Regions from separate parts of the Mus musculus genome. Here all the other regions are linked to region 3. Evidence: chromatin contacts called from public HiCAR-type and promoter capture Hi-C data. All regions are on one chromosome and are shown on one strand. The core of a region is the stretch at or near the end of the contact, and the rest is flanking DNA. Distances in the headings are between cores, read along the strand shown.

Evidence for each region. Promoter capture Hi-C pulls out the DNA fragments that hold promoters and counts their contacts. HiCAR-type assays count read pairs that join an accessible place to other places.
Region 1: a promoter capture Hi-C map of liver shows a contact between it and region 3, with 8 times the contacts expected there. The contact joins the promoter of Orc3 here to the promoter of Map3k7 in region 3. A contact is called at or near these places in 2 of 39 promoter capture datasets (both in liver), 1 of 484 Hi-C or Micro-C datasets (CD4 T cells) and 1 of 9 other capture datasets (adipose tissue).
Region 2: a HiCAR-type map of astrocytes shows a contact between it and region 3, with 4 times the contacts expected there. The contact joins the promoter of Zfp292 here to the promoter of Map3k7 in region 3. A contact is called at or near these places in 4 of 39 promoter capture datasets (hematopoietic stem and progenitor cells, liver and pre-B cells) and 2 of 115 datasets of contacts at active chromatin or transcription factors (astrocytes and thymic regulatory T cells).
Region 4: a contact with region 3 is called in a promoter capture Hi-C map of liver, with 6 times the contacts expected there. The contact joins the promoter of Slc35a1 here to the promoter of Map3k7 in region 3. A contact is called at or near these places in 3 of 39 promoter capture datasets (liver and pre-B cells), 2 of 115 datasets of contacts at active chromatin or transcription factors (extraembryonic endoderm stem cells and thymic regulatory T cells) and 1 of 9 other capture datasets (liver).

What each region holds. Positions count from the first base shown.
Region 1 is chr4:34,610,977-34,618,445 of GRCm38.p6, reverse strand. It overlaps Orc3 (origin recognition complex, subunit 3), which reads left to right and starts at 3,504. Exons shown (of 20, transcript NM_015824.4): 1 at 3,504-3,581; 2 at 7,370-7,424. The coding sequence starts at 3,537. It overlaps Rars2 (arginyl-tRNA synthetase 2, mitochondrial), which reads right to left and starts at 3,489. Exons shown (of 20, transcript NM_181406.4): 1 at 3,420-3,489. The coding sequence starts at 3,455.
Region 2 is chr4:34,881,227-34,887,991 of GRCm38.p6, reverse strand. Zfp292 (zinc finger protein 292) reads left to right here and starts at 5,044. Exons shown (of 8, transcript NM_013889.2): 1 at 5,044-5,234. The coding sequence starts at 5,073.
Region 3 is chr4:31,960,321-31,967,653 of GRCm38.p6, reverse strand. Map3k7 (mitogen-activated protein kinase kinase kinase 7) reads right to left here and starts at 3,547. Exons shown (of 16, transcript NM_172688.3): 1 at 3,272-3,547. The coding sequence starts at 3,391.
Region 4 is chr4:34,683,052-34,690,095 of GRCm38.p6, reverse strand. It overlaps Slc35a1 (solute carrier family 35 (CMP-sialic acid transporter), member 1), which reads left to right and starts at 2,658. Exons shown (of 8, transcript NM_011895.3): 1 at 2,658-2,852; 2 at 6,634-6,811. The coding sequence starts at 2,837. Cfap206 (cilia and flagella associated protein 206) reads left to right here. Exons shown (of 13, transcript NM_001347062.1): 13 at 1,082-1,522. The coding sequence ends at 1,312.

The sequences.
Region 1 (7,469 bases), core at 2,255-4,754, 2.7 Mb before region 3:
AGGAACCTCAAATACATCATAAGTAAAACCCATATAAAAGAAGGTATTAAGTATGATTCAACATATCTGATATTCTAGGAAACACAAAACTCTCTGACTGAAGTAAGATCTGTGGCTGCCAGGGCTTGAATATGATGCAATGGTTTGATTATAAAGCAGCAAGCAGGAGGCTGCTTGTCCTTCAATGGATTTTATATTTGTCAAATTTAAACACGTATATTCAAAAAAGAAGATATGAATCAATGAGAATCAAAAGATGATTTTCATCAAAAGAATATTTATTGAATAGCTAGTCTGTACCAGTTAGTATTCTAAGCATCGTGGCTATAAAAACAAACAAAACAGATTTAAAAATTATGGCATTTAATAGAAACAAGTAAATATTAAGGAAAAAATATCTAATCCCCAGGCCCAAACTCTATTAAAGGTTTACTCATCAGAGAAGCAGCAAAGAAATAAATCAAAATTAAGGAAAAACCAAAGCAAAGGCCATAGGATAACTCAGTGATAAACCACCAGCCACTTGGCCTGGTTTGGTACATATGAGGAGCAAGGCTTGGTCCTTAGCACATAAATAATAAGTAAGCAGAAATGGGTACATTTATATTTTCAGGAAGCTTCTTTCATGACTGTGTTGAATTTAGTGGTACAGACATTTCCAGGTTTTCAGTAATTTTTGGTGAAAGGCACACACACGCACACACACACACACACACACACACACACACACACACACATTATAGGATTTAGTTATTCCTTGGACACGTGACACACGAAAGAGAGAGAACTCTGTTAAGCAGCCAGAGATGACTACAGAAAACCACAACTAGCTGGAATGCAGAGTTGTGAAGCCCAGCCTTGGAACTTTGGTGCAAGCAGTATACTTGAGAGATGACTCCTGGGACTGTGGGGATGCACTGAGAGAGAAGGAGAGAGAAGGAGATTGAACCACCAGAGCTGGAACTCTGCTTGCTGCTTGCTATGGTAAAGTGCTCACCAAGTGAATGCCAGGAGGACTGGGTTCAGAACCCTAGCACACTTTAAGAGCTGAGTGTGGCGACACGTGTTTGTGACTTTACAGTGCTGGTGCTGCAGAGAGCTGGGGTATTAGGTAGGGATGATAAATAAAAGAGCCTAAATCTGGGTATGAGAGGACCAGATAAGGAGAATGGTAGGGTGGGGAGGGGGGAAGGGTATACGAGAAAAATACACTGAATGATTTTTAACATAAAAAAGGAGGACAGGGCTGAGCCAGTTCCAGCAGGCCAGTTGGCTTCCTTGAGGAACTAATGTAAGACAATGTTGCCCAGTTATAGGAGCTAAACTGTAAATAAAGAAGGGTTGTTCCTATTTTAGGAAGGAAACCACTCCAGGCTGTCCCACAGACAAGGAGTTCTGGCATAGGTAACCAAGAAAAACTGCAGCTAAATGTATTGGTAATGTGAGTGAGAATTCCTGAAAATAAGCTGTGTCTGTAGTAGCTGACTGACTAAAACTTCGACGACTGTGGAGAGTTATGGATAGTGCAGATCTGGGACCTAATTAATTTCATTAGTGTCTCCCACCTTTGGACCTAATATCATGCTACTACAAGCAAGAGTTAACATCCTGACAAACAGATAACCTTTTGGGGATGTACTAACAAAAAAACCCTAGTTTTCCACCAAGCAGAGGGGTCAGAGTGTTGTCAGAGAGCAGCCGGGGTCTACAGAAGAGTTACCCTCATCTTGCTGTAACCAGCCTCGCTGATGGTGCCATCAATCTATTTTTTAAATGCTTTGCTTTACTAATATCACTCTTTGTTCTGCTGCTCCACGAAACTGCATCCATACTGGAACTATGGAGATTGGGGAAACGTGAACCCATGTTGCTGGTCCAGTCAGTCAAAGTTGGCCGCAGCATCTGCTATCCTTTCTTCCCTCTGAGTGGAGAGCCGGAGATCCGTGTGGACAGTGGTTATGACAGGTGTTAATTTCCTGCCATGGTAAAACTAAAAGCTGGTCACATAAACACAAGAACAAAGAAAGCAGAGGCTAACTTAACTAATGGCTTACAGAGCCTGCCAAGAGCTTAAGAGCATTAACACCTGCAAGGTCTAAGGACAGACCTTGCCTTCTTGGGATAAAGGTCAGCAGAGAGTCGTGGTTAACAGCTAGAAAGGACGAGTAAAGATAGAGAAGGGTCTTTAAAGCATGGCCGCTTCCTTAATTGAGCAAGCTGTGCATAAAAGCCTGCGATCATCTCTTTGGTGAGCCAATGGGGCGTGCACAGCCAATGGAGAAAACCTGAGACACCGGCACCCTTCCCCACCCTCATCCAGCCACAGGCTCCCCAACTCTGGATTTCCCGTCCCTCATTCCGGAGGATAGGCCTGCCTTAATAAAAACAGTTTCACTCTGCCTCTGTCTTCTTTCTCTCTTGCATTTTGTCTTTCCCAGACAGTCAGTTGTTTTTTGCTTGTACCATGCAATGAACTCAGCTAACAGCAGAATTGCCATTACACCTGCAGCTCCCTGGCTAACCAACCTAGCTAAACGGGTAAACTCCAGGTTCGGGGAGAAAATCTGCCTTAGGGGAGAGGGGGGAAAGGTGGACAGTGACTGGAGGAAACACAGGCAACCTGTGGCCTGTCCTCATGAAGGAACATACAAACACAGACACACAGATAACACATTAAAGTCATCTCTGTAGGCTGGAGCTTAATTCCCACAGAACTACCTAAGAAGTATATGCACCATCTTTCAGAATTGTCTAAAACAACCCAGCCACAGCGGGCCTAAGTCTGTGCTAGCACTAGCAAACTCCAGGCAGGATAGGCTGCGCTAAACACGCGAGGAGTACAGGTCAAGTGTCTTTCTCCACCTTATTTGAGGCAGACTCTCACCGAACCAGAGGCTGGAGCCACCGGTTTCTGTTTCCACCTCTCAGAAGTGTGGTTTCAGACTTCCTTAGCTATGCAGGTTTTTCAACCTAGGTTCTGGAAATTCAAACGCAGGCACAGATGCTTGTATAGCAGGCACTTCACCCGCGGAGCCATCTCCGCAGCCCTTAGCATGCCTTTTAAATCATCTATTTTATCCAATGGTCTCCAAGTCCGGATTTAGAGCTTTTCCTCGGGAGAGCATCGCCTACAGGTTTAGTAAGCTACAAAATTTCTTATTCGAGATATATCCTACCAGGTTATTCATGAGAGCAAATAAAGGGCATAAACGAAGGAGGAACATTAATTTCTACAGGGTCTAATCATGGCCTCTGGACAGTCCGCCCAGGTTAAAGCATTAAGAACGGGAAATGAGAAGACAGTGAGCACTCAGGGCTCTCGAGGATCTTCCCACTCCGCAGCGCAAGGAGGAGGCAGGGTCGGCCTAGGCTGCACCCTCCGGCCCTGGCTCCCGCTGGCTCGCCGCTCTGGACTGTACCTGACAGGCGATCGACCTACGAAAGCCACACGCCATGCCTCCCTTTCCCGCACGCCCCGCCTCCGCGCCGGAAGTCGCCTCTGCTTCCGCCAGGGCGCGCGGAAGTGTGGAGTGCGCATGCACACGGGGCCGCGGACTATGGCCACCTCCTCCGTGTCTAAGGTACGTGGGGGTGGCGCTCGCCTCAGATTCGCGGTGCCTGTTTGGCAAGTCCGACGAGGTTTGATGGGCATCAGCTCTGGCTCCGCGGAGAACAGGACTCGGGCGGCTTTGCCCAGGTCCGGGTTCGAGGCAAGCTTTGCTCTGGGCAACTAGGCCATGGCGCCAAGGCTAGGAGAGCGGCTGCCCCCAGAATGTGCTGCGTCCTGCCGCTTCCCCCACTCTTCCCCCTCCATAAATTCACACTGTGCTTTAAGTTACCGAGATGCAGATGGAGGCAAAAATAGATTTCTGTTCCCAGAAATACTCATAAGCAGCTGATCTTGAATTGGCTCATTAGCAAGGAGAAAAGTTCTAAGAGAGGAGGGACGAACCAAGGTTTCTGGGAGACCGAGGAAATTCTTGGAGAAAGTGACAGTTTGGCTAAGGTCTGAAAAATAAGAATCTTGGCAAAATATAAAGCATTAGTTTGGGAGAGCAGAATAAGATGGTCTTTGCCTTAGAATGTAGAAATAAAAGAGCGTATTAAGTAAAAAGAGCAGTTTAACCCGTGAGTGGAGAGAGGAGCATTAGGAAAAACCAGAATAAAAATGTAATTCAGATGAGTGTTTTGAGGGGTTGTGGACTACTCGATGGCAAAGGAGTGCTAGTCAAATTGTAGTTTGTAAGAGGAGAAATCCTAGGCTTGTATTGCCCCCTAGGAGCCTGTGGCTACATCTGGAATTAAGATAACTTAAAATTAAGTTTACCATTAGCAACCATATTTCAAGAATATCAAACAGGGCAGCAGATGGAAAAGAAAGGTCTATTGGTCTGTGCTGCTATGCCTTGTAAAGTAAGACTTGACTCCTGTTCTAAGAACAGAAGGACACTCCTGAAGGAAGCTGAAATAACAGACTTCTGAAAGGTTTCGTAATTGGGGCTACAGGGGAACACTGAAGTGGGCTGTCTTCTTTTATAACAGGTCTGTTAGGGGTGATGTTAACATCAGAATCAGGCAGGCAGGCAAGCAGGCAGGCAGGCAGCAACACAGCAGAGCCAGTGAAGGGAACTCTGGCCCACGGGGCAGAGTGAGACCCCTTCAGTGTTTTTACGGGGTGAACCCGCTGGAGGACATTGAAATGCTCTCTGGTTTTGGCGCACAGCCCACTAGGTTGTTGCTGGAGGTAAGCAGCGAATGACTCCTCAGTTTGTGAAGTTTAGGTGATAGATATACACTTTTTCTAACTGGGCATTCCTGAGGGGAGATGGAGCAGGGAAGACAAGGATATAAAGGCAAGTCATTTTAGTCCAAGAAACGCAACTGCCGCTTAAAGAAATTGTCACAGTTCAACAGAAATGGAGACACTTTACACATGGTACGGTTCTGGCTGAGGGTTAAGACATTTGAGAAGTGTGTTAGTGATGAAAGGTAACGGTGCACCAGACATTTAATTTTGATTAAAATGGTCAATGACAAGCAGTACCCCCAAAGACTACATTTCAAAGAGAACAAACACTGTGGTTTAATTAATTTTTTGGAGGCATGTTCTCTCGATGTGCCTTTATCGGTTTGCAACTCTATATGTAGATCAGGCTGAACTTGAACTCTCCTGCCTTCCTGAGCCTGCCAAGTGCTAGGATTAAGGGTGTGCACCACCATACCCAGTTCCTAGTTAAAGACTTTTGTGGTTTTTTTAGCTTTATTCCTATTTTTATTTTTCCTTGGCTACAAAGTTCCAGATGTTTTGAGTGCCCTAACTCCTAATCCTGTTTGTTGCTTAAGACTTCATTGCGTTCTCTTTTCTGGTGGTGAATGTAACAATGTGGACTTTGTGCACACTACACAAAAGCTTTACCACAGCTGCTTCTCCAGCCCTTCCAGAGAAGGAGAATTTTTTTTTTTTTTCAAAAAGCCATCATTTCTATAAAACTTGGAGATGATAGTTTTTTCAGAAAAGCACTTTTCTTTTTGCCCTAATAGAAATATCTGTGTTGATAATCATGAAAGAAATATTATATAAATAAGAACCTTTAAGGACAATTTCCAGAATTCATGGAACTGCCAACGTTTTAATTTATTTTCCTCCTTAAACATATCAAGTATTGTTGGGGGTTTTTTTTGTCATATTTTTTGGCTGATGGTTAAGGTGGTTAGCCACATTACTGTTCATTAATGTTTGTTGCTTATATTCATATCCTTGTGCTAATATTTGTTATACTACTATCCATTCTATAACTGGCTGTAACGTGTATATGGAAAGAATGCAGTAATAAGCTTGTCATGCTACCATGCACTTGTTAGAAATACGTACAAGTAATTCATAGACCTTTACTAGTTGCAAATGTAAGACCATGAGGTACAGCTTAATTTGGAACATGTAACCCACGTGGCTACTTTATATTTTGCAAAGCTGTTTAACAGTAGTCTGAGATGATCTTTTTTTTTTGTCATATTTTACTTCTCGTAATATTTCATTTTCTTTTTTTTAAAGATTTATTTATTTATTATATGTAAGTACACTGTAGCTGTCTTCAGACACACCAGAAGAGGCCGTCAGATCTCATTACGGGTGGTTGTGAGCTACCATGTGGTTGCTGTGATTTGAACTCAGAACCTTTGGAAGAGCAGTCAGTGCTCTTATCCATTGAGCCATCTCGCCAGCCCAATCTTTCATTTTCTATATAAATAGAGGTCTTAAGAGACTGTCCATGAAATGTAACTTTCATTTTGGCAGAATACACTGCAGCTAAAAAATTAGGAGCTAAGTTTCAGTGGTCACAAATAATAATAGCAAACTTAATGTAGTTGGAAAATTACCAGGAAAATTACTTAGCAAGTATTTATTCATTCTGTGTACTGGTCACCTAATATATTTATTTATTAGTACATTATAAACATTGAGGAGGTGGTTATATATAAAATACATCTGTGCTGTAAGTGTGCTCACAAATTACCAGGAAGATAAAGCAAAGATGTTTGAGTCCTGAGATCTCAGGAGAAGCATTTCTGGCAAGAGAGTCCAGGAGGGTCTCCTGAGAAGACGAGGGCTTGGTTTATTTTGATTTGGTTTGGTTGTATAGCCAGGCTAGACACAAACTCATGTAAGGGATTTTCTGTCTCCACAGGTACTAAGATTGCAAGTGTCTAAACCATGCCTAGGTTTTCTAACTGTATAAAGCAGGCTAGCCTCAATCATAACAGTTCTCTTGTCTTGAGTGGATTACAGATGTGAGCGATGAGTTTTGAGCCAAACTGTAATGGATAAATGGAAAGGAGCTTATTAATTGAGAAAAGGTGTCAGATGAAACATCCTGGTTGTAGATACTTAGAGTTAATTAGGCAAAAAATCCTCTTGGAATGAGTGTTTTTAACTTAATCCATTTTAATGCACATCATTAATGTTTATGAAACTTGAACTTTAAAAAAAAAAAGGTCTATCTCTTACTTAGAATGGGTCCTAAAAAGTGTGAGAACTTATGATTGAGGAGGATGAAATTGATGAATTTTTCAAGACTATTCCACTTCTGTATTTCTATTCTTTCTTTTCTTTTTTTTAAAAAGATTTATTATTATACATACGTACACTGTAACTGTCTTCAGACGCACCAGAAGAGGGCATCAGATTTCATGGATGGTTGTGAGCCTGAGATTTGAACTCATGACCTTTGGAAGAGCTATATCTCCCACTCCAGTTCCCCTTTAAAGAACTTGCTTGTTGATAGAGTATGTGGGTAATTAAATCTGCCTGCTCTGTACCTAATTTGACTTTATGCTTTATTCCTCCTTCCCTCCCTTCTTTTTTAAACAGGGCTGCTTTGTGTTTAAACCAGACTTCAAAAAAAGAAAGGTCTTTGTGCCAATAGGTAAAGTATCCTAACATCCAATTTGTTTATTTTTCTTCCCCTAGA
Region 2 (6,765 bases), core at 3,795-6,294, 2.9 Mb before region 3:
ATCAACAAAATTTCCTAAGTTGATGTCCTAGAATGAGAAGAGAGACCTGTGCATTTCTAAGTTCATTTCACCACAGCATTGCTATTTTTTAAAAACTCAAGTGTTACAACAGTGTGATATTATATAACACCCGATGAGGTAAATGATGTACAACGATTATAATTTAGAACTACAAGGCTGGGCGTATAGCTCCTAGTTGATAGAGCCTGTGCACAAGGGAAAGAGTGGGGAGAGGAGGAGGGGAGAGGGAAAACTATTTTCTGTATTTCTCTTTGCTTCTTTAGAGAAATGGTGCACGCCAATTCAACTACGCTACAGAGTTTGTTTCCAAGGTTCTGTTTTTGCTTTATTTTATGACTGCTTTCATTTGGGTGAATTAGAATAATTAGCGATGGCTTAGTTGACAGAAAGGCTGCCAAACATGCATAACGAACTCAGTACTGCACAAAACGAGTGTGACGGTGAAGGACAGTAGGAAAAGAAAATCAAGTCATTTTTCTGCCACGGAGTTCAAATCAAACATGGGCTGCAAAGTGAAACTATCTCAAAAAAACAACATAGTTTTTTCTTCTTCTTTTTTTCCTTTATATGTCATTACTCATTTTCCATTTGGTTTTTCTTCCTCATAAGGTAAAAGAAAAAAAAATCCCGCTAGATAAATCCCTCTGTTTCCCTCCATGAAAAGAATGTAAGGACTAAAACTAATCTTTTTACTCGTGCTTCGTGTTTCGGGCTCATTGGAATTGTGTACGTAAGCGGACCAGTGCCTGGCTTATGTTTTCAGCGCTTTTAATCGATCCGGTTGCTGTCTCTCAGAGGAGGAAAAAACATATCTTCTCTACAAAAAGTGCAGTGTGATTTTAGCAGATGAGGCGGCGGTCTTCACCCAGATCTCCAGTCTTCTTGGATGCACTCCAAGCAGACGCCAATCCTCGCGTCCCCAAGGCTGCGGGTTCAGGCGTCCGGGTGCAGCCCAGCTCTTTGGAGAAGGCCGGCCAAGCCCTGCAGGGCGAGTCTCCCGGCCTCCCTGCCTCCTCCGCGCGCAGCCCGAGCGGCTCCTCCCGGCGGGCTCTGGAGGCCGCGCGCCCGCGGGCTGTGTGGCCAGCTGAGGCAGCTCGGCTCGCGGGCTTCGGGGTGCAGACAGGGCTGGGGAGCAGCGTGGCGGCGGCCGGCGCTGCCAGCGTGCAGCAGGCACCGCGCATCCCCGGTTCCAGTCTTCAGGTCCCGCAGTCTAGGAATTCCTCAAGAGCCGGCTGGTGCGCCAGGCTTGCAGGAAGCCCGCAGGACCCGGGAAGCTGGCGCCACCCGGAAGCGCGGCTCCTCAGCACAAGTGCCGGAAGTGTAACTGGTGGCTGAAGGCTCGACTGCCTGAGGGCCCTTGTGATACCACGCCCACGAACTAACTGCCTTGCTTGGTCAAAACGCTGTCCCCAGAAACCTGGGGGCTTGTGGCCCAAGTGGCCTTATTGTCATTTTATGGACTGGGTCTCCAATTTTTCCTAAGAGCCTCTAGGCAGAGAAGGGTATGTGCGTGTGTGTGTGTGTGTGTGTGTGTGTGTGTGTGTGTGTGTGTAGTGGTTCCTGTGAACTGAAAGTTTGGTACTTAAGAAGCTAACGGCTACGGTTAAGTTTTGTGTGTATAAGGTCTCAAACCTGGGACATATGGCTAGCCAAGGGACCTGTTGTATAAAAACTGACCGTGACCATCAGGTTCTCAGCATTGCTAAGACCTGTTACAGAGTCCTGGCTTCTCTTAGCACGCCTCACCCCTGCCTCCCACCATAAACCTCTCCAGCCCCTGAACTTGCTTGTCTTCCCCCAGCTTGCGATTCCTAGAGAACTTAGCTATTTTGGGTGCACGCTCTTGGTCCTCGGCTCCCTTGGTCTCTTCTCTCTGCTTCCCCGCTGTCCCTCTAATCATCTGATCTATTCTGAGAGAAATGTTCACTCTGTACTCTCCCAAGTTGCCTCTGGCTGTTCTCTCCTTTGACAACCATACCAAGGGACAATCACATGCTCGTTTCCACTCAGTGTGCTTGTTGATTGTCTTCTCTGTGGGTTGGTAGGATGCCCTGCACCCACAGGCGTTGTATTAAATAGCTATGTAGATGTCTCTCTTTATTTTCAATTGTTAGTTTCTGTGCTATGACTGGATATTTGGTATGGTCGTTTCTGTGGCCCATTACTTCTTTCTATATGTAAATGTTTTGTCACTAAGTCACTTGCCCAAAAAGAGGAAAAAGCAAACAGGTCACAGAAAGTCACCTTGGTCTCAGGCTGGCCAAAAGGCACTAAGACATGGATTTTGAGGTCTGAGATACTCAAGCCATGCCTAGTGTGACTTGTTCTTCCTGCTGCCTGCAGACTGGGCTGGAGAACTGTTAGTTACAGCTCGAGCACCATGTCTTCCTGCCATGATGATAACGGACTAATCCTCTGAAAATATAAACCAGAAATATTGTCCTTTATAAGAGTTGCTGTGGTCCTGGTGTCTCTTCACAGCAATAAAACCCTAACTAAGGCCGTCTTTCTCCTCATAATTCTCAAGTTTAACAGTCACAGACACTAGATAAAAGCAAAAGGTGCAGATGAATTTATATGGCCGTACTAGAATGCAGATCCAATTTATGATTCCAGTTTCCTTTAAAATTTTATTTTCTATGTAAGAGTGTCATACCTGCATGAGGTCTGTGCACCACTTGCATGTCTGGTTCCAGAAGCAGTTGGCATCCCCTGACACTGAACTCACAGACAGCTGTGAAGCAGCCACCTGGTACAGGGACTACAACCCTGGTCTTCTGGAAAACTAGCAAATGTTCTTAACCACTGAGCCCATCTCTCCAGCTCCTAATCCAGTTTTTTTAGCCACAAGGGTATCATGGCCTGAAGGTAGGAATGACATTACTAGGTACCCCCTCCCCATCCCATTACCAGAGTCTCCGGAATGTGCTCTGCCATCGAGCTACACCCTAGCCCTATGTAATAATTTAAAAAATCATTATTCAGGCATATTTCACTTTGGATCTTTCTCTCCACACCTGCTGCTACACACTTTCCTTCCTGTAAATGAAGTGTGGTGTAACTCATTACTGTTGAATTGTAGAAAAGGTAAGCTTCCTAGCCTTTAGTTATTGTACAGTCCTTGCATTTACTGGTGCATTGGCTAATCACATATTTCTTTTGATAATTTTCATTGGAATCCTAAAATAGCATACATTGATGGAACTTTAATACCTGAACTATATATATAACCTGGGAAAATGAACTGCAAAATTTAAAATCTTAAGCAAGGAGGGTACAGGGCAGCTCATTGGTAGAGTATCTACAGGGACTAGGGCAAGACAAAACAGCTACCTTCATTTGTTTCTTCAACTCTTTTTCACTGTTCAATCCAATAGAGGAAATCCTTAGCCTTACAGTGTGCTCCCCTGGTCTCATGTACATGCAAGCATTAGAGGATTCTGTCTTGTTAATGTGCAGTATTGATGCTGTTTTCTGTAAGGTTGCCTTGTGCTTGTTCATCTTATGTAATGATTTAAAAGCATGCATTACAAAACATTCGCTGGAACAACACAGTATTCAGAGAACATTTTCCACTAAGTGTCCTCCTCCCGTCACCTGTGAGGACTAGAATCACATCTGGCTTTATTATATACATTTCCTGAAAAGGCTACTGGATACGGTAGAAATTATGTTTTTGAGACCCAGCATTACAATGTAGCCCGGGCGGACTGGACCGGGAGACCCTCAGCTCCAGCTTCCTTCGTGCTGCAGTTCTGCTAGAGCCAACCTCCAGGCTGGTTGTTCATTTTAGATAACTATCCTTAGAAAAATACAGTGCAGTCAGAACACAACAGTAAAATGACCAGGTGTGTCAACGCTGTTGTTTGTTTTAAAAGGATTCAGTTGTAAGGCAGACATCTTGCCTCTTAAATAAACAGTAGGTTGTGGGGTGTTTTGTTTTGTTTGTCTATTTGTTCTTGCTGACCTGAAACTGGCAAAATAGTGTAGTCTCTGAACTTCTGATACTCTGGCGTTCACCAGGGAAGGTTGAGATTAAACAGGCAGTTGCGTGCCTTTTGCCTGGTTTATGCAGTGAACGGAGCTAGGCAAGCACTCTGTCAACTGAGTCACACCCCTAGCCCTCAAACACTGGGTTTGTTATTAGTTTGATTATGAAATTTATGGTTAAGCACATTGATTTTCCGACTACCTCTTATTCTACCCCCTACTCCTTTAAATTTGTAAGAACTCATCTGGCATAGGCTGGAGGAGGAAATATTATGTAGCCAGGGATGAACTTTTGAACCTCTCGTCTCCGAGTGCTGAGATTACAACCGTGCACACAACACTCAGCTCTCTTCTCCAATTCTAATGCCAAATACTGTTTTCGTCTTGCAAATAAAATACGGCTTAGAAGGCCACCTGTTTTGCAGCACCAAGAGGAGGGTTGCTACTGGCATTTATTTGACATCCGTGTTCCTTTTTTTACTTTAGCATCCTTAATTGTGTTCTTTCCTTCGACCTACTTTCCCAAACTAAGATTCGGTGTGGATTCTTGTAACGCGTAACGGTAACCAGATTTTAGAAAAGCTTTTGTGCCTTAAAAACCACCGGGTTACAACATTAATCATTTCGGTCTGTTTGAATTCTCTCCACACTATTCTTTTCTTGTGTTCGCTGCTTGATTTCCCAGAATGAGAATTGAACCTCTCATTTTGTTCTGACCCAATTGTTGTGTGTGTGTGCCCTCCAACACCTAGAGCGCTTGTTTCCAGGAGGCGTTCTCGGGTTGGCCCAGAACCAGGGCAATCACCAGCTCTCCACCCTGCCCTGGCCTCCGGCTGTTCCGCAGACCTTGCCCTCGCCCTGGCCCTGGCCCTAGCCGCCGCCGCAGCAGCAGAGGCCTCAGCTTCAGCTCGCTGCAGCACTGCCCCGGCGGTCGCCAGCCCCACACCCGGCCTTTGTACGTGCGCCCAGGCGTGCCAGCGCACCGGGCACGTGACCCCGCCGAACGTGGCATTGTGTTATCACGTGACCCAGGTGCGTACGCGACGGAGCGGGCTGCGAAGATGGCGGACGATGAGGCCGAGCAGGAGCGCCTGAGCGGTGGCGGCTGCGCGGCGGAGCTGCGGCGCCTGGGCGAGCGGCTGCAAGAGCTGGAGCGGCGGCTATGCGAGAGCCGGGAGCCCGCGGTGGAGGCCGCCGCCGCCTACTGCCGCCAGCTGTGCCAGGTGAGCCCCTCCCCCTCCGCGGGCCTCGGCGGCCGGAGCGCGGGCGGTCCGCGTCTTTGTGTTCCGCGGCCAGGCTGGGCCGGACGGCCTCGGGGCTCCGTGCACGCTCCCGGGCTGCGCCGCGGGCGCCGGGCTGCCCGCCGCGCGCCAGTCCCCCTGTCGCCGCCGGCCGTCGCGCGCAGTCGCTCGGCCTTTGTTGTTGGGTTAGGCTGCGACCGGAGGGTCTTTGTTGATGTTCTCGAGCCAATCCCGCCGGACCTGCAAGCTGGGAGTGGCGGCGGCGTCTGCGCTGCGGCCGTTCCTGCTGGCTGCTCTCCGCGGTGCATAGGAGCTGTCACCGTTCCATAGTCAGTCGTCCCTTGGGGGCGGCTTTACCAGTGCCTGTTTCGCCTTTACGTTCCGGAAGAGTACGATTTCCGGCCCCCCCCCCGTGCACCCCCACCCCCACATTTCTTGGGTTCTTTCCTGTTAAGTGTCTTTGGTTGACAAGGGATTTGTGCTTGGGTCAGTTTCAGATCTTCCCATTCTTTTCTTGCCCAAGGACATTGCTTTTCAGCAACGTTTTCTAACTAGGATTTAGAATGTTAGTAACATTCTAAATGTTATCTTATGACAGATATCAGAGTTTGGATCTCCATCTGGTCTTAAGACTCCCCAGTTAACGTGTGCTGACTATGGAGGGAGGGAGAACATTGATTAAACTGCCTAGTTGAGGCCGTTTTTTACATAAAGCATGAAACCTAATGGATGTGTCATGCTTAAGATTTTGTTTTGGAAACACTGAGATTTGAACAATGGTGGAGCATTTTAGGATTTCACAGGGATACTTTCACTTGCCAGCCTCCAGGTGCTGAAATCTATCTTTCTAGGGTATCTGATCACATACAGAAGCAGCCCCATTGCCGTATGCATTTTATGCTCATGCATTGATGGTTCGTTATTTAAAAAAAAAAAATAGGACCAAGGATGACTTGTCTGCAAATATATGCAGTCAGAAAGTTCGTCAGATCTGGAGGCCACATTACAGAGTCATTGTTTTAAACCTTAGTATTAAAGAAACTTTGAAATTTGCTATTTTCTATGCCCTGAAATTGCCCACCATCGTAAGCCTGAGAAATTATTTTAGTAGAATTTACAAATAAGGCTTTCATTTGTTTGTTTGTTGGTTTTTTTTTTTTTTTCCCCTGAAACAGGGTTTCTCAGTGTAGCCTTGGCTGTCCTGGAGCTCACCTTGTAGACTAGGCTGGCCTCGAACTCAGAAATCCCCCTGCCTCTGCCTCCCGGAGTGCTGGGATTAAAGGCCTGCGCCACCACGCCCCCACCACGCCCGGCCAAGATTTCATTTGTAAATGGAGTCCACTTCTGGAGGAGGTGTTTTGAGACAGTCTTTCCATGCTCTCCTTGCTGGCATTAATTTTGGGTAGTCGTCTTACTTCACCATCCCAAATGCTAGGATTACAGATCTGTGCCACCATGAGCAGTTGGGAGCAGACTAAAGTCTACTTTAGTTCGGGATATTAATTCCTTAGTA
Region 3 (7,333 bases), core at 2,298-4,797:
TTAGGTGCTATGCACTTTGATTAGAAATGTAAATAAGATACTTTACATCTGGCTGAGATGGGCACACAATTCAGTTAGGAGCTATGAGGACAATAGAAATACTATGTCCCAAGTTCCTTGGGGAAAGCTTCTCTTAGGAAGGGACATTTGTGGAGGGACTTGAATGGTGAGAAGGAACTAGTCACATGATATTTTGGAGGAAGAGCACAAAGGCAGAAGAACACGTGCAAGGCAATTATTCACTAGTGATATTTTGAGCCAATGAGATAAATTTATTTGGTAAGTAGCTTCAATCCTCTCTCTACTTACTGGAGCTGATGTGTCCATTATGGCTTATGTGCTTGACCTACAAGTTTAACATTGTGACTTTGAGAAAGTAACTAATCTTAGGATTCTTGCATTGAGCTGTACTGTACAGAGAAGAAAATGTGAAATGTGCAGGCCCAACCTCTAGGAAGGAAAGGAGTATTCTGAGTCCTCCTTCCTAGAATTAGGTTCCACTGTAGACTACTGCAGTGACACTGCACATATACCTACAGGACGTAGACTCATGAGAGAGGAAGTTCAAATTCCAGCTCTACCACTGACTGAGACAAGAGGCTTTTGGCAAACCAAACTCCGTGACCAGTTGTCAGTATCTATAAAATGGGGATATCATTTGTCTGTCTACCCAACTACATTTCCTGGGAGATTATGACGACTGTCTAAGAATGCCCAAACTTATTGTGGAGAACAAGATAGTCCATGTTGGAAACAAGGTATTTTATTTTTACAACAGGAATAGATTTCTAATAATTTTGTCTAATCTATCAATTTAAGAGAGATATCACAGGTCTCCAAATTGAATGACCTGACTCCATATATTCTGACACAATGCAGCATCTAATTTTCTAAATCTGAGTACATTTTCCACCAAACCATCCAATCCTGAAAGTGTCTAGTCTATGTCCTGACTCTCTTCACTGACGTACAGAAGGTTAAAAACTGAATGACTTATAAAAATTAAGTACTCATGTAGATTTCTTAGGCAGAAAACTAATATAATCTGACATGAAAGTGAAGAGCCACAGTACTCTGATACTGCAATGATGGAAACATCTGCTGTCTTAGAAATGTGTATCTACGAAATGATTCCCCATCTGCCTGGAGTTAGATGTTTTCCTGCCACAGCTTCTAATTATCTTTGTGTAGTGCTGAGTCCATTATATTATGGGTTGAGAAATAAATAATGTGGTTCTCTCGACTTACTGTTTCGCTTTCTGTGGTGCTAGGATTGGAGCCTGAGCCTCAAGCACAGAGGGCAAGAACTTCAATACTGGGTTATACACCAAGCCATTCTTTTCTTAATTGATAGGGCTATGATATACTTGTCCATATAAAACACTGAAGGCATGTGAGATAGTTTTCATGTTGGGTCATCTTTCTGTTTTCCTATTTATGATTTAAACTAGAGATGGAATGTAAGTTGAAATAGTTTGAGTGCCCATGATGCACCTCTGACTGCACAATCTCTTTAATGTGCTCACAGGAAGACTATAATGGAAATTATGTAATGGTTTTGACATCAGAAAGGCCTGAATTAAATCGGGACTATAAAAATAAACTAGGTTCTAAGACGAAACAAATTTCAAAAATGTACCAGCTTTGGATTGAGGGCTTCAAATTGATTATTGTCTCCCTTAGCAACTTGCAGGCCCCAATGAGGCAAGAATGTGAAAGCTTTAAAAAGTTGTGTGCAAAAAACTAAGGCTGCAAAAATCAAACAAAGTAAGCTCGTGGAAATATGTGGTAGACCATGAAGTACAAGTTATTATTATATAACAATTTGTAGTCTACAAGGACAGCAATTCATGAGAGTACACGTAAATGCTTATTTAAAAGCTGCGATTCTTGTATACTGACTCACTGAAGTTTTAGTCTTAAAAAAGAATGTTATCCATGAAAGCTGGACCAACTACCCGCTTCTGAAAAAAGGAATTTATCTTAGCTTCAATGGGGGTGGGGGGGACATATAAAATGTTTTCCTCTTCAAAAACAGGCCTTCTTTTAGCATATGACCTTAAAGCAGGTCACCCTTCCTGTCTGGAACTTTGCTTCCTAACAATATGTCAGGCACTATATTGGATTTTCTGCACACACTGCTTAACTGGATTTGTCACACTGATAAAGTAGCAATCACTCCCATCTTACAGTTAAGGAAACGAACACACAGAAAGCAGTAGGAAACCAAGTCCCACAGTGCTCTGTCTATCTCTGAAGCGTCTTCCTCTGTCTCAAACCTTCCCCTATCCAGCACACTTTTTCTAAGATAATCATGCTCTCAATGAACACACTCATCTCTGGTTAGTTTTTGTGATACAAAGATATGACTTAGTAGTCCTCTAAGGTAAAGATGTATTTATTGATTGTTAATTTGCTTGCATCTTTTAACTCCTTACTATAATACTTTAAAAATGAAGAAAAGACAACTCAGTCTAGCTATAAAAAACCCACACATTAAGGCACAGAAAATGCACAGTGCTCTTAAAAAACGGTTAAACTCATAGAAACTGCGTGAACGCGTTTCTAACCAAAGCTTCAACGAGTTCTAAACGGCATTTTGAATATATGTACAGATTTTTTCCTCTTCAGTAAATATTAAGACTCTTAGAAGTCACTGGCCCCACTGTGAATCTGAAAATAGGCGATGAAGTGAAGACACTCTTCCACCTGAACATTGAATTTATTCGGTTTTTCTAACAGCGATTTCTGGTGTAGCGTAATATTCTGACTGTCACCATAATCACTACTTGCCTCTTCAGACTATGCTACTTGAAACATGTTTTCATAACAGACTTAACGTTACTAGAGATTGAAATTCATCTACAGAGCCCAATAGAAGGTAGAACTACCTACGGTATCAGAGAAAGAAGAATCCGGGACCAGGGGAAGCACCGTGAGACGTTCGACGTTCTCTTTACCAGCCTGTCCCAAGCATCCTTTCGTGTCACACACTGCGCTAGAAGTCACACAGACAGACAAGACAGACATACAGACAGACAGACAGACACACACACACACACTATCCTGGACTCTAACACCACTACCAGCGAGCTGAAATCCCGCGGCCACCAAACTTTGCTCAATCTATTTACGGATAATTGAACTGCCGACCACATAAGAATCAGGTAGAGAATCACAGATTCAGACTCAACCCCCGAAGCCCATGGGGAAGCCGCCTCCCGCCCGGGATCCCAGGCGGCGCGGGGCAGCAGGTCTCGGCCTCGCTCACCTCTTCCACCTCGATCTCCTTGTAGTCGATCTCTTCGAAGTTCAGGACCTGCGACGGCGCTTCGATCATCTCACTGGCAGAAGACGAGGAGGAGGACGAGGCGGCGGAGGCTGTCGACATGATCCCCCGCGGCGCCCGGGGGGCCGCGCCCGCCCTCCGGCTCGCGCAGCGCCCTTCAGCCCGGAGCCCCGCAGCCCCGCCGCCCGGCGCTCCGTGGCGCGGGACCGACCCGGGCCACCGCCGAGTCCCGGCTTCGGCTCCTCAGCGCTTTCCGTCGCCGGGCCCCGCCCACCACACTTCCAGTTCCGGTTTGAACTCGGAACTGGGAGGGAGGAGGCGCGCCTGCCGGACCCGAGCGGGGAATTTCCTGACCCGGGGAGCGAGTGAGGGAGAAGCCGGGGTAGGGGCGGAGTGGAGGAGGGCGAGCGCGGAGCCGTGGGCCCGAGGAACAGGTTTCGCGAGACTTTTGCGAAAGGGCCTCGGCGGCAGGAGGATACCGCGAGACTGGACGCCGTGACGTAGTAAATGTGCGCGATCGGAACTGGCGCGGAGCGAGCCCGAAGGCGGACCGGTTGGTCCTGCGGGATCCAGCGGGAAAGATGAACTCCGTCGCTTTCTGCCTGTTTCTTTTGAGCCGCGTCGTGCCTTCCCCTGCTCTGTGCTGGGCGGTCTGCGGTCAGGCAGCCTAGGGTTTGTCTTGTGCTCATTGGGCACCTCTTCATGTCGGGTTTTCAGCCGTGAGCCCGTTACTTTTTTAAGCGGAACCCCGAGCTGGCGAGGGGGTTCGGGAGCAGCGGTTAGCGCGCGCCATCGGGGGGAGCACCGTGACGCGTGAGCGCTCACTAATGGAAGTTAGCATCGTAGAGAGACACCAGTGGCGTTTTACACACTTCCTAAGGCAGTTCAGATGGCTTCGCTTTGTCACCTTCCCGAGGCTGTCGTCCACAACAGCCCCGAGGGTTTGGTTTGAGAATCCGTGGACACACCAAGACGACGGATTTTAAGAGGAGCCACTATGCCTCAGAGCTATAAGGAGAGTCACGCTTCATTGTCCTTAATGTTTATGTACAGCATTTTGGCGACCTTTGAGGACATTGTCTTTGAAGGACTAATGTCTCTGAAGGATTGTTGAGTTTAAGGGAGATCATAGGGTGGTTCCTGAAGACTACCCAACAAGATTAGGATTGCTACGGTAAAGCCCCATATTCCGGGGTTACTAGAGTTAAGATAACTTAATTGGAAACAAAGTTAATAGTCTAATGTCTAGGAAAGGACGAAGGGCACAGGCTTGAACCTTAGGCAAAGATCCACTGCTAGTTTAACCTAAGATACCTTTATAGGAAGGAATGTTGCCTTTGTGTCGGCAGTCTTCATAGCAAATGTTGGTTGTACTGAGATTATTTATTTATTTATTTTTAACCCGATGAGGAGTTTCAACTTCGAATAAGGGGCACCTTTCCCTATTTATGGTCTCATAGCTTTTCCTTTCCTGCCTTTAATGCTAGTGCTGTATGCTTACTAAATACTCAGCAGTAGCATGGCAATTCAAGTTTGAGTGTCACAAGTTAGGTCAGAGAACCCCAAGATGGAAGGTATTGCCCATGTTGTATGACCAACACGATTTTAAATTTAAGCTAGGTGCTGAGTTTTAGTTGATTTGACTGGAAACCAGTGGAACCATTGGAGTTAAAATTAGTGACCAAGGATGCGCTCTTGAGAATGTCAAGTCCTGCGCTTCCTAACAGGCTGAAAGGAGGGGAGAGAGAGGGATCCCAATTTCACTACACGGGAGCTTTCTCATAGAACAACAATCTAGGATAATGTAAAAAAAAAAGAGTAAATTGAACATGTTTGCAAGTAGATCATTGTATTTGACAGGAAGCTACTGTGAGCTACCATTCTCATTTTGTAAGTCATAGTCACAGTGACAAACAATAGTTTCTTCCTGCTGCACTCACTTTCTAGGCAGTTTTACCCAGGGTCTTGGCTTTCAGCATCACTGTTATGACAATGATTTCTGATGTATTCTGAATACTAAATTTTTACCGAGTTTTGGACCTGTTGGGCACCTGTATCTATCAAAAGATGCAATCTAAATGCCTAAGCTCACATATCAGAGTGGTAATTCACCATGAGGCTTATGAATGCCTGGGATGAAACTTTCTGGGTTGGCTGGGTGGGAATGGGTTGGGATTCAGGATTAAGATATTTGAATCTCGAGGGCAGTGGTGGCCTTTAATCCTAGCACTTAGGAGGCAGAGACAGGTGTATTTCTGAGTTTGAGGCCAGCCTGGTCTACAGAGTGAGTTCCAGGACAGCCAGGGCTATACAGAGAAACCCTGTCTTGAAAAACCAAAAAAAAAAAAAAAAAAAAAAAAAAAGGTATTTGAATCTCCTATTTCACAGGTGATGAAGTTTCTGGTGAGACTCTGATCTGGTTTATAATTTTGAGACAAAGAAACTTAGGCCTTTGGAACTGAGAATCTGGGAATTGACAAGGCATATTTGAGAGGGTATTATTCATTTATCTGCTGTTTCTCTTATCTAGTAATAAATATTACTGAGATGAACATCATATACTTAAATCTAAAGTTAGGATATTGTTGGGCAAAAACTTTCCCGATTTTCAATCAAATTACTTTCCCTGGGATATTTTTAGTTTGCCTGAGCTTTTAAAAAAATGTGCCAACTAATTGCTGTTAGGATGTATGTCTTTTAAAAGCACAGGTTTTAGAATTCTGTTATAATTTCCTGTTCCAATTCTGCTATAATCTCTTGAATAAATTAAACTCTCAACTTTAATGTCTCCCTAATACTAACCTCAATGGATTATGAAAAAATTTAGATGAGTGACTGATAAATAAAATTAACTCTGGAATAATTATTAGTTTACTATTTTCCTTCCTTGGGTATGATAATGGAGGAAACACTTATCCACTGTGGGGCTGGGGGAGCTGTAGGGAGCAGGCCTGGAACACGAGTGGGTCAAGGCATGTCCAGATTCCAGAAATCTCATCCTGAGATTGGTGGGAGTGGGACTGTTTCTCATCTGCCCCAGGCCTCCATACGTCTGTGCACATAGCCCTGTGCCCCCACCTTTCCCCCACCAGAGAAGATCATGGAATCCAGTAGCCAGGTTACATTTCCTCTTTCCTTATAAGGTCATGTCCAGCAGCACCTGGAATTCTTCCTTATGCAAATGAGGCACCTCCTGCACCCTGGCCCTGGCCAAGGATGTACACTCACCCCAAAGGTTTAAATTTAAAAAGCCTTTGTCCCTCCCATTAAAAGACCTTCCTCCCTGAAGCCCAGAGTCTATTTTCTTCACACTGGTTGTGACCACAAGAGTCAGGTCCCTATGAGTAGGGAAACGGTGAATATTGAAGCGGGACTGAGAACAACAATCTGCCACAGACACTAGGTCCTAGTGACCAGGAGATTCTGTTGTCACAGAAATACTTACCTGCTGACTGGCTTGCACTTGAAAGTGGAGTCTGGCTTAGGTTGGTAAGTGGTTGAAGAAGATGCGTAGGGATGAGCTGGGATGAACAGTTTGGGGAGCTCGCATATGGGGATGTGTAAGTCCCTTGTGTAGTTTGAACCTAGAGGAGGAGGACAAGGGTTAGAGGCTAGCTTTGCTCAGACTACCATATTCTGGTGAAGTCACTGTTATTAAGGTAGGATGGAATACATGTAATATATTTCTTTGAACACTTAGTTATCTTGATTTGGAATATGTATTTAGACATTTAGTATATTGGCCTCTGCTTGTACTCTGGGGCCCTCAAATGTTAGGTCTGTTTTTTGTGTAGTGTGAATGTGAGTGTGTGTATGTGTGTGTGTGTGAGAGAGAGAGATTTCTGTCCCTATGTGCTGGCAGGTTATAAGTCAGATATTCATAACTTGGATTTCCTGTTTTGTGAATTCCCCAGGAATGTGTCACTTGGAGCTCTGCCCAATCACGACTTCGGAGATAATGATGCTGCATTTCCTTACTACCCTACCCTTTCACTGTCTTTCCATTACTGTTTTATTTCTACATCTGCCATCTTCAATTACTTT
Region 4 (7,044 bases), core at 1,409-3,908, 2.7 Mb before region 3:
AGCAAGGTGTGAAGGCAACGGCTCGGACACACAGAATCTTACTGCTCTCACTGCGCAGTGAAGCTTCCCAAGGGAGCGCGTCCTTCATTGCATCTTATAGGGGACAATCTGATAACTTGTTGGGTCTTGTTGAGGGCTACGAGCCAGTGGCAGAGCACTTACATATAGCATGTGTGAGACCCCAAGTTCTAATCCCAGCACAAAAATATTTGTTTACGTAACAAGTCTCTTGGAATAATAAAATTATTCTATCAAAAATAATGAAATGACATAGTCTTATGAATGTAGAGATTTGGATCTATGATGGTTCAAATTCTGAATTACTTAGGTCTGCTCTCCTTCACTTTATGCTTTTCTTACCCTTTCCAAATTGTTATTATTTCTTATCTCCTCTGCTTTCTTTGTGGGGCTGAGGATGAATTTAGGGCTTTCCACGAGGTAGTCGCCTTGAGACCACGGAGTTATGGCATCTAGTCCCCATCCTCCATGGTTACTAGCCTGTGCAATCTGTCTAGTCTCATGTTTTCCAGTTATCCATGAACAGAAGTAAGCAAGATGAAAAACGAGTAAGCTGGAAACAGATTTTCATATTGTCAGCATAGTGTGACGCTCATTCTAAAAACCCACTATAAATCGTCACTTTCTCATATTGGACCGTCGCAACCCAGTCGTGTGCATTTCTCTTCAGCTCAGTCTCAGCATGTCACAGGTTTTCCCACTTTGTAAAGGATTCTTAAGTTTATTCTGTTCTTGATTAATTTTTGCCATGCAAGCTGATAAGTTCACTCCCCAGAACCTGCCATAAAAGGAGAGAATTAATACCAGGGGTTTTCCTCTCTCTTCCACATTCACACCACGGCATGCACATGCCTGCAATCATACCATACACATCCTCCTCCTCCCCCTCCTCCCCACCCTCCTCCCCACCCTCAGCCTCCCTGTCATCATCCATCCTCACCATCATAGAAAAATGCATTATTTATTTGTGAAATGGAAAGTTAATAGGCAAACATTAACTAAATGCCTGATTTTTTACATTTTTTTAGAGAAACATTATTCCCTATGTTCTCTTTCTACCTAGGCTAATTTGCGCCAGAAAATTACTCACTCCGTCCAGACTGACCTTAGCCACATGAGAAGAGATAACACCTCACAGGTGTACCCTTTGAAAGAGGCTAGCACCCAGTCCAAGAGAGAAGGCAGCAGCCGAGTGCCCAGGCCCCAGATTTTCATAGCTGGCCTTCGTGGGGGACAAAGCAAAACAACCTATGGGGTGAAGGTGAACTTAACCAGAGCGGTGGACGAAACCTAGAGATGGACGTTTACAGGAAGCTGCTCCTTAGTGGCACGGATGGAGGGTTTAAAGTGCTGTGCGTGTATAAAGCTCATTTGCGGGGCTGGCACAGTCACTGGTTGTGTGACTGTGCACTAGGGCACCGTATCCTGCCTGACTGTTATGCAAATCTAAAAGCAGTTTCTGTAGTACATTTTTCGTTTTATTAAAATTGACAAGTAAAACTCTGTCCGCGTATTTGTTTTATATTTTAGACAAAGTTTACAGCATTAAGATTGACATTGCAATGCCAGCTAGATAGTAGTATGCTTATCACTGGAATAGAGGCTGCTTCTAAAACCCTACAAAATGTTAAGCCCTGACACTCTGAAACACAACGCTCTGCTTCATTGCTATTTAGTGATAACAGATTTCTATATCATGAGCCTTGCTATCTGGAACAAGTGAAGCCTACATTCATATGCTGCCTTTTAAAAGCCAGAGAATTGATATTTATATTTGAATTTTGGGCTCATTGAAAAAAATCAGAATGTCTGATAAGACTGGCTGGCATTCCAGCTTGATCCTTTTATGCTCTGTTGTCTGCCTCAGAGCCCGCTGTGGCTTAAGCGCTTCCCACTTCCCACTCTGCGGCCTTATTTGGCTCATAAGCAGTTGGGTTTTCAGGTCCTGAGAATTCCAACTTTTTAGAGGTATAGTTTTTTTTTTTTCCTTTTCCATTTTTTATTAGGTATTTAGCTCATTTACATTTCCAATGCTATACCAAAAGTCCCCCATACCCACCCACCCCCACTCCCCTACCCACCCACTCCCCCTTTTTGGCCCTGGCGTTCCCCTGTACTGGGGCATATAAAGTTTACGTGTCCAATGGGCCTCTCTTTCCAGTGATGGCCGATTAGGCCATCTTTTGATACATATGCAGCTAGAGTCAAGAGCTCCGGGGTACTGGTTAGTTCATAATGTTGTTCCACCCGGGGTTATTTTCTAATAACATCCTCTAGTCACAGTAACCATTAGAGCGGTTGAAGTGCCTGTTAATACAATCTAATTTTTCTGAGGTCTTTTTGCTGCCTGAAGTTACCAAGTTAAGCTAGACAGTGACAGTAAGGATGATGAAGACAGACACAGTACTTCCGAGCAGTATGTAATATATACTAAATTTATCCAAGAGGTAACCATGGAAGGCCGTGATGGAGTTGAAAGTTATAAAAGTCCGAGTTCTCGGAGCCTCTCTAACGGTCTTCACACAAAGGAATAATCGAGAGCATTTCAGAATCCTTCTTGCGGGGCCCATCCTCTCGGAGGGGCTGGTCTCTAGAAGGAAACGCTCGGCCACCTTGACTCCGCCCCCCCTCGGTCGACCGGAAGCTGCGGTTTTCCGAGCCCCCGCAGGACCGAGTCTCCCAGACTTGTCGCTCCGCACGCCGCGCGGCTTCCGCCGTAGCCCCCGCTTCCTCCTCGCGCGTGTGGTGCGGCGGGCTCTCTAGGCCGGTGCGTCTCTATGGCCGCAGGGGCGTCAGTTCCGCAGACTCTCTCGGCACCATGGCTCCGGCGAGAGGTGAGGCCGGGCTGCGGGCGGTCGCTAGGGAACGGCGGCCCGGGGTGTGCTGGCCGGGCCGGCTCTGGGGGCCGAGCCCTCCCTGCAGGGAGCGGCAGCGGGCTGCACCCGCACACCGGTGCAGTGAGCCGCCCGGGCGCCGGCCAGGTCCCTGCCTGGAGCGAGGCTGTGGTTCGGAGCCCTGGGCTTGAGGGCGCGCGCTGCTCCTCCCGATGGCGAGCCGTCTGGCCAGGGCTGTGGTGGCTGTCCTTTCAGGTTTTACGTAAGCTGGCCCCAAGGCTGAGGTTTTATTCTATAGCACTGTGGCTAGGACAGGCCAAAAGGCGGTGACGATTTTGTATTTATTTATTTTTAAAGCAGGAACCAACACTACATGGTCTCATTCTATAGCCCACGTTGGCTTCAAACTCGGGGAGATTTTCCTGCCTCAGTTTTACAAGCGCTGGGATTAGTGGTCTGTGCCCTCATGCCTGGCGACAACGTCGCTTTTTTTTTTTTTTTTAATTTTGTTTGTTTGTTTTTGTTTTTTCACCATTTCCCCAATGAGCACTGGCTTTAAGTCTAAATAAATGTTGGACAAGCATTTAAAGAATATCCTTTTGCGTGGATGTGAAATTATTTATCTTTGGGGGAGGGGATTTGACATTTAACATCAGGCGCCATGTAAGTTTTCTGTGGTGGTGGATTGTCCCATATCAGATAAGTCCTGTAGCATCCGGGAAGAGGGTAATAGGAAAAGTAGGGCGATTGACAAATGAACACTTAAAAGATGCAGCAGGCAGATCGGTACCCGCAAGGGTTGTTTACAGATTTAGACTTCTTGCCAGCACATACGTTGTTACATTTGGGTGTGTTGCACTTTTTTATCCTAATGAAATACAGTTTCTATACCTCCTTACATAGAGTCATCTTAACGATTACTCACCTGCTACTTCCTGCTATGTCCAAGCTTTCAGGTATGACAGTAATAGTCCCCCTAAAATGTAACTGGAAAACAAAAGGATAACTCCAGACTGACTCTTCTGGGGGATATTCTCCACCCAGAAACAAATGCCGTGGAAGGTAACAGATTCTCCACAAAGGGGGTGCTGGATGATCAGTGGGCCAGGTTTCTAGTTAATGGCGTGATATGATTTGAATTCTTAGGATAGTTTAAAGTAGCTGCGTACCATGAATATTTATATTACCTGGGAACGTTGACATTCCTAATCAATGAAGTTTCATCCTGGAAAATGAAGAATTGTAGAAGAAATGTTTTGATCTTATGGTAAACTGAAATGTAAGTGGAAATCATGGTTACAAGGATTGGTTTTAAAAGTTGAAATGTGCTTCTAAAGTGGTATTACAGACCAAAGTCATCTATGTTTTATAGTATCCAAACTTAGACTTTTCTACTTTGATTAGTAATTATTTTCAAGAATTACATTTGCAGACCTTTTCATTATGGGTGTCTTAAACAAAACAAAACAAAACACCATGATATGGCTTATGCCTATTAATCCCAGCACTTAGGAGGCAGAGGCATGCAGAACTGTATCAAGGTCAGCTTGCTCTACATAGCAAGTACCAGGCCAGCCAGAGCTACATAGAGAGACCCTGTCTCAAGGAAAGGAAAAAAAAAAAAGTATGTTTTCTGGAGTTAAACATCTTTAGTATTTAAATTATCTTGCTTTTTTTGAACCAGGGACCTTTAACACAGCCCCCCCCCCCAAAAAAAAAGTGATTTGAGTTTTCACTTCTTAGTTATGAGAATATTGATAATTTCAGGTCATGGATGGCAGGCAGTCTTTCTGTAGAGAGCTGTTAGTCTCCGCCATAGCTGCTGAACCCTACAACTATAGGCAAGATAATTAAGGCAGATGAGCATAGCTGTCTCCTAATTACACTTTATGGACGCCAAAATTTTAACTTACTATTATTTCCATGTGTCTTGAGATAGGACTTACACATTTTTCCATTATTCTGAACCATCATATAAAACTATGGATGGTGTAGTTCTTGTACTGACGGATTAAATGTTACTGCTCCATATTTCTGGAGTCATAAACTCTTTCATAAGAAAGTTTTAGAACAATGGAAGTATTATAGTACTTCCCTCAGTGCCCTTTACATAAGCATTGCTGGTCTGGCAGATTGGACCATTTAGGAAGGAAAGATAAATAGTTATATGGCGTATTTCTTCTTCTCTGTTGTACTACTTCTTTGGTTTAAGAACTTGCTTACAACTTACAAATCCTGCTTTAATTCACCAAGGAGGAAACACTTATATGGAGACACTGCTTCCCTAGCTTCTTGTGTAATCATATTTTAAAGTATCTGTTTGAAACACCTATTTTATTTACCTATGATTAGGTATAATTACCTATGATTAGGCTTCCAAAGGAGTGAACAAAAGCACGTTTAGCACATAAGACGTCAGTTAATAACTAGCATCCCGGAGGAGTCTCTTGGCATCCTTAGGATTATGTGTAACCCGTGAACTAAGACCAGTGTTCCCAGGGGACACTTGTTACTAATCTGATGACAAAACACTAACTGTGAACACCTAGCAGATCCAATGTAAATCCATTCTCAGTAGATCTCAATGACAAGGATTAGATTCAATTATAATTAATAAAAAAGAAATTGTGGGAATTGGTTTTCTCATATAAGTCTAACACAATACTCTAAATTTTGTCATGGAAAGAAAAGAGAAAAAGTTCGAGCCTTGGGTGTTGGCAGTTTCAGAGCAGGAAGCAAGAAAGGGGAAACCGGACTCCCCAGTGCTTGTAAATTTACCAAAGGTGTTGGACTGACTGTCTTTGGCCCCTGAGTGATGACTGCTATATCCTGCATTTCAAGTTTTATAGAGGAGTTTCTAAGTACTCTGTGTTAACCAATTCACTTTGTTCTTTATTTTAATTTAATTCTATGTTAATGTCGTGCATGTGTGCGTGTGTGTTTGTGTGTGTGTGAGACGGGGTCTTAGGATCTGACCCACGCCTGTTTATAAAGTCGCATCGTCATGGATTAGATTGTTGCAGAGCAGTACTTTGCTAGGGACATTGGTTACTGTCCGAGATGGCATTGGCCTGCCTCTGCAGTTATCTTCAGTTGCTTTTTTGTCACTCAGGTATCCTTTTGTTTACGTTCTGTTGTCTTCAAGAGCATATTTAGAGGCTAGCGGAGGAGCACAGCTATCTGCCTTATACCCAGGTAATGAGGAAAGGGTGTATACCCTTTCTGACTGAGGGTAGAGCTAGCGTGTAGGAGCAGTGTAGGGGAGGTGGTGAGGAAGGGAGGCAGGAACAGCCTAGCCAGACAGATAACAAATCAACCTAGTCAGTCATTGGGATGACAGATGTAGCCAGACAGGCCTCACGTCCCTTTTCTAATGTCTTGAGGTTTAGACTGTATTACAGTTGCTTTGATACTTTATTTTCACAGGTTTGTAATCATAGTTATGCATGCATATATATTCATTATATATGTTCATATATATTTAAAATAAACTAAGATTTGTATGCCATGTAATTGTATAGTTAGTTGGGAGCACTAAACAGTATCTTTGCCTAGTTTGTATGGAGTTTTAAAGTCAGCAGTATTTTATGTTCATGTTGGAAAGTATTACTTGGAAATTGAGTTTTATATGTCATATTTAAAAAAAAAATGGTGCTAGAAGTTGAAAAGCCTTAAGGACTAACTGGTTGATTAGCATTACACACATACATACATATGTATATATGATATATGTATATATATACACACACTAAATAGTACTTTTGTTGCACATATTTTGCAGAAAATGTCAGTTTATTCTTCAAGCTGTACTGCTTGACGGTGATGACTCTGGTGGCTGCCGCTTACACCGTAGCTTTAAGATACACAAGGACAACAGCTGAAGAACTCTACTTCTCAACCACTGCCGTGTGTATCACAGAAGTGATAAAGTTACTGATAAGTGTTGGCCTGTTAGCTAAGTAAGTAACGCTACTTCCAGGAAGTTAAAGCCTTTTGTCTTCCAGCTACTATTGAAAATTCAAGTCACATTTTTCCATATTAGATTATTCTGGAGAAGTACTTTTCTACTCGGGACAGTTTTTGTCTCCTAGGAAGTACAGTTTTGGTTGTCACAATAGGCATGTACTGGCCTTTGGTGGATAGAGGCCAGGGATTCTAGCTGTCATACAATGCCTACAACAGCCCTTTAAAA